Regions from separate parts of the Sus scrofa genome. Here region 1 is linked to region 2. The links are chromatin contacts, called in public Hi-C maps. All regions are on one chromosome and are shown on one strand. The core of a region is the stretch at or near the end of the contact, and the rest is flanking DNA. Distances in the headings are between cores, read along the strand shown. Region 1 overlaps TSPAN15 (tetraspanin-15). Region 2 has its middle 38 kb from the start of NEUROG3.

What was found. A called contact is a pair of places that touch in the nucleus more often than the background predicts.
Region 1: a Hi-C map of liver shows a contact between it and region 2, with 6 times the contacts expected there. The contact joins two enhancer-like sites. A contact is called at or near these places in 1 of 5 promoter capture datasets (liver) and 16 of 47 Hi-C or Micro-C datasets (alveolar macrophages, brain, embryonic fibroblasts and 9 more).

The regions. Positions count from the first base shown.
Region 1 is chr14:72,542,047-72,544,746 of Sscrofa11.1, reverse strand. It overlaps TSPAN15 (tetraspanin-15), which reads right to left. Exons shown (of 8, transcript XM_021072332.1): 4 at 628-723. Among named protein-coding and RNA genes, the nearest start is that of C14H10orf35, 15 kb to the left of the region's middle. Within about 2 kb of position 1,441, at least 24 of the 83 cell types and tissues checked have an H3K27ac peak or open chromatin away from gene starts, as enhancers often do. A contact at or near this core is called in liver, where this site is marked.
Region 2 is chr14:72,643,407-72,646,106 of Sscrofa11.1, reverse strand. It overlaps a transcript of C14H10orf35 not described here. Among named protein-coding and RNA genes, the nearest start is that of NEUROG3, 38 kb to the right of the region's middle. Within about 2 kb of position 1,271, at least 3 of the 83 cell types and tissues checked have an H3K27ac peak or open chromatin away from gene starts, as enhancers often do. A contact at or near this core is called in liver, where this site is marked.

The DNA of each region.
Region 1 (2,700 bases), core at 192-2,691, 100 kb after region 2:
AGGCCCCTGAGGGCAGAAGCTGGCCCTGCGACTATTACTGTTGTTACACCCAGGGACTTGGGTGGACCTTGGGAAGAGCAACGACATCCCCAAGTGACCACCATCACACTCAAAGAAGCGGTGTGGGCGGAAAGAAGTCTTGCTCTGTTCTCCAGTGCAGGGGGAAATGGCCTCAGGGCTGGCCTGGACTTGGCCAGGGGGTGAGCTCCCCATCACTGACGCTGGAGGAGGGAACTTGGAACTTGGTGGCCTGGAGGTCACTCCCACCTCAAAGAAGAAGGGTCTTTGCCCACGGGTCAGGGGCACCCTGAGACACTGCAAGGTGGCTTACAGCTACCCCCGACTTTGTTTTTGTTTTCTTTAGTTGAGGAGGGGAGGGTCTGTGTAACTGGAGAGGAACAGGAAGGGCAAGAATATGCTGGGCCAGGCATGCGGGCAGAGAACTGGTTGAGAAGGTCAGGCTTTCGTGGCCATCCACGGTCCACCCTTGCCTCCCAGCTTGGCCAGCCACCTGCTTTGGAAATGAATAGGTCACATGACCCCTCGTCCTCACCTTCTTGAGCAGGGTCCTGAGTGGGGGGCAAAGGGCATGGGAAGCAGATCTCTGACCCAAAGCACCTGGCTCACCTCCTTCTGAACAAAGTCCATGATGTTTTTGAAGTCCAGGTCATCATAGTAGTTCTCGATGCCTCTTCGAATGTTGTCATTCAGAAAGTCGATGGTCTGTTTAGACAGAGAAATTACAAAAGAAGAGGCCCACGCATCCCCAGAGTCCAGGCCCACGGTTTCCCAAAAGTCCAGGTTGACCTGCGATACCCACGTGCCTGGGCAGCCCCACCCCCACCTGCACAGAGCAGCCCTCCCCCATTCCCACCCTGACCTCCCTGCCATGCCCCCAAGTGCCCATCTGATTCAGGCACTCACCCTGTTTCCTTCACAGATCAGACAACCCAGGCCCCAAGAGGGTGGGGGGCACTTCTCTGAAGCAGTCAGGCCAGGGCTGGGACTCCGGCAGTCCAGGTTCCTGGCCTGGTGCTCCTTCTACTGCCAAAGATCCAGGCCTGCACTGGGGCCTTCCCTTTGCCCTCCAGACCTGCTTTCCACTCTTCTCTCCTATCCAAGCTCTTGCTTTACAGGTCACGAGCCCAGAGAGGGAGCCTGACTCTCCCCAGGTCACAGAGCAGGTCTCTGCTCCAGTTAGGGGCCCAGCCAGGACTGGAAACCAGGTCTCCTGACTCCCCGCCCCCAGGTCTGTCTCCATCACTGCAGTGCTCTGGCCCAGACGACAGGGCTCACCTCCCTCTCAGGCTGGGACAACCCCCACTGGGCAGGGTGCTTGCTGGCAGGTCGCCCTCTCCCAGTCACGCTGGGCCTTCTGGATCAACAGCCCGGCTGTTGTGCTGAGATCCAGGAACACAAAAGGCTCCACAGCGGGAAGGGATGGGGCGGGGGTGTGGGCAGCCCAGCTCCACGCTCCCGGCGACAATCGGGGCTTTCAGAGCAGGGAGGCCCACGTATCATCAGAGATTATGCTGGCACAAAGGGCGCATTCTGGACTCTGGAGCCAGACGATCTCTGAGGGAGGTGCCCTCGGGGTACATGGGGACAACAGGGCCCTGGGTTCCAGGCCCCGACCTGCCACTTCAGGCCCCATCACAGCTATTCCTCCTCTCTGGGCCTCGGTTTCCCACTTGTGAACCAACCCTGCAGGCCAATATTTAAGGTGCCTTCGAGCTCCATCGAAGACTTGGCTGAAAGGGACTGTCAAGCCTCAAGGTCAAGAACAGTCCCTGGAGCCATGCAGCCTCAGGCACTTCATTTACCTGCCAAGTTCCCGCTTCTTCCCAGCAGAAAGGGGAAGACAATCCTCTGACTTGAAGGGATGTGAGATATAAACAAACTAGACAGCAACATGCTTACCAGGATGCCAGACATCTAGTGGGTCCTGGTATTATCCTTATAGATCTCTTTTTCCAAGACACACACACCCTAGGGGACCACTTGATACTCACCATGCCATCAGTGGAAAGTGACTAATCCCCAAAGAAATCAAGGCCCCAAGTCTCATCCAAAAGCTGGCCCTTGGCCTGGGACCCCTCACAAACACCCTGCAGCCCAAAGAAGTGATGTGACTTGTCCAGGGTCACCCTGCTGATCACAGGCAGAGAGATGCTGGAATCAGGGTCAAACTCCCGGCCTGATACAGTTTAAGAAGCCAAGATAATAACCCAAGGTTCAGCTTGGGGCCATCTCCCCAAACCATCCCAGTATCAGGAAGAGAGAAATGAAGGATGTGAGGGCCACTTCCTTCCCGACATTCACACCCTGCTCAAAGCAAGGTGACGAAGGAGACTGGTCCAGGGAAACCTGTCTCTGTGGCCAGAATGAAAACACTTTGCTAATGATAATCAGCTGCTCTGGAGCAGACCTGGGAGCTGAAGACTGCTCATGGCCACGGAGGCACCGGGCCAGCCGCTGCCCACCTGAGAGGCTCTGTACTCAGCAGCCCTCTGCCCTGCATGGGGCTGGCACTGGATCCCAGAGCAGGGGCTCAGGGGAAGAGCTGCTTGCTGGCCATGTGACATGGGCAGAGCAGGGACCGCCCTAGCCTCGGGCTCACCCTTTCCAGAGGCCCCCATGACCTGCAGCCATCCCAACCTTGGGTGCCTTCTCCTCTGGGCCATGAAGGGACAGGCCAGC
Region 2 (2,700 bases), core at 22-2,521:
AAACCATCCAAGCAGCTTCCTCACTCCAGCCCTGAAGAAGGGGGACATTTCGGTTAGGGTCCCATTTCGGAGAAACAGCCTCCTGGAGTTGTGTAGGGTCAGAGCTGCAAGGCCCTTGGGTAGAGATGACTCCACCGTGGGTAGAAGAGGGCCAGTAACTCTCCCCAAAACCAAAACTCTACAGAATGAAGCAGGTTTCTATGCGCTAATATGAAATGTGCCCATGATACACTGTGAAGCAAAAAAGCGAGGGCAGAAAATGTGTCTAATTTTCTATCATTTATATAAAAAAGAAAACAAAATTAGTATAATTGTGTTTGCACATATTTGCATAAATGAGTTCTGGAGGGATTTAAAAGACACTAAGAACAGCAGTTATAGGGGAGAGGGAATGGATAGATGGATGGATGGGTGGATGGATAGGTGGATGGATGGGTGGTTGGATAGGTAGGTGGATGGATGGATGGATGGATGGATGGATGGATGGAGAAGGAGTGAGACTTGCCTTGTATGCCTGTGTACTTTGCTTGATCCTTGAACCATGCAAACAAATTATCTTTCAAAAACAGATTTTAAAAATAGCTTGTCCAAGATCACATAATGTTTCCCACAGTGTTGGGATGCTTTCACGTGGCAGGGCATGAAATGATTTGGGGTGCCCAAGTTAACTGTAAGCAATTCACAAACACAGCACTGAATCATTTGATGGGAAAATCATTCCCTTTTCATTTCTCTTCAGTCTTCTGAATCCATCAAGAATGTCTCAGTGAGATGCTAGTGGGTCTTTAACACCTCTCTAAATCCTGATTACTTAACAAAGAAAGCAAGCGCTGGGCTTAGAGCCGTGGCCGCCAGCAGTGGTTAGCTAAATGGTGAAAATGGAATTGTGTTATTTTCTCTACACTGAATTGACTTGTACTAATATCTACTATGAATGGCAAGTAACGCTGGCCTTCCATTTACAACAGTAATGCAAGGCTTCCTTTACAAAATACCTTAAGTTAAATGTGCGCTGCTCTAAAGAAGAGTATTACATAACCACTAATGCCGTTGCTTTGTGAACATGGTATCATCAAGCACTAACCTTGTGCCAGAAACTGCTTCGTGCTTCCCATGAAATAATCTACTGATCCTCCCGCCCCTGGGAGGTGCAGAGGAGGACAGGGAGAATGCGGACCTTGCCCAAGGTCACTGGGTAATAGGGGTGGTGCCAGGAATTTGAACCCAGGCATCCAGTCTCCTGTTGAGCACAACACCAGAGGGCAGAGAGTTGGTGGCCCAGTGAACACAGACCAGCCCTCCCGCCCTCAGCCACTGCCTGCCCAGCACTGGAGGCAGCTGCCCTAAAGGCCCAGCCTCTTTGGACAGCTTCCTCTGCCTCCTCCCAAGCTCTGGGTCCCTAAGGCCAAATGGCTTCAGATCTCCCCCACCCCCTGCCCCTAAACCAGAGGATCACTCCCATACACCCTCAGCAATCCCTCTGAAGCACTCCATCTGCTTCTTGAACATTCTCTCGCTGCTCTTTTGGGCCAGCGGCAGCACAAAGAGGGGTAAGCTTTGCTCGTCCCACAGTCTCACTCTGCTGAACAGGGCGCAGGATTCTCTCTCCATCCAGGTTTGGGGGCAAAGCCCTCCGCCTCCGTCACCCTCACCTGCATGATCCTTCAGGGGCCCTACATGAAGTAACTGAGTTTCTCCCCTGGTCTGTTTGCAATGAAAACGTCACACATTCAGGGAAGGAGGGAAGAGGGCTGCAGCCCATTCAGTGACTGCACCCAGAGATGGGCAGCTGCAGCTGCATCCTGGCACCCACCCTGGGCCCTCTGCCCTCACAGACTGGTCTGATGGTCACAAGGGGCCCAGCAGGTAGTGAGGCCTGTCACCCCATCCCCCATCTCCCTCCTCCTCCCTCTGGGCCACAGGCACAGTCAGGGGATGAATGACCCCTCCCCCACAACCACCATCATAACCTCCTGGAGGGCTTGGTAAGAGGCAGAGGTAAGAGGCCTCAGCACTTCTGAGTTGGTCTACGGTGAGGCCTGGGAATCTGCCTATGTAACAAGTCTGCAGGCGATTCTGAAAGAGACCACAGGCAAAGAGAGGAGTGGTCCAGAATGTGGGCCTGGCTTCGGTCTGAATCCTAGCTCCACCCGCTGCTCAGGGTGGCTGGGAGGGGTGGGGGCTCCTGGGGCAAGTTACAAATGCTCTAGGGTGTACCCAGCAGTGAAATAAGGATGACAGTGATGGTACCCAGATCATACAGTTCTGGTAACAATTAAATGACGTCAAGGACTTAGCAGCGTCAGGCACACAGCAAACTCCTATCCTGACACTTGAGACCTGTGACAAGCCCCTGGCTTCCAGGAGCAAGAGAAGCAGCTGCATTTCTTCTCCGACTGGAGAACAGGGGTGGGTAGTGACACCGGTCTTAGAAGCCCAGCACTGCCCCAGCCAGAGGTCCTAGGCGCCTTAGGCTAGGCATTGTAGCTGCTCTGGCTGAGCCCACAGCCCAGGAGCTGTGGTCCAAGCGCAGCATCTGTGGAAGGGGTGCAGGGCTGGGGCAGTCCCCTCCTCCACACCCTGTCCTCTCCCTCACCCACCACGCCAAGGATGACCCCCACCACTCCAGGCAGCAGGAGGGGCACAGATCATCGTCCCTCCTTAGAGAAGAGCAACAAGGCCCTAGAAGCCAAGTGAGCC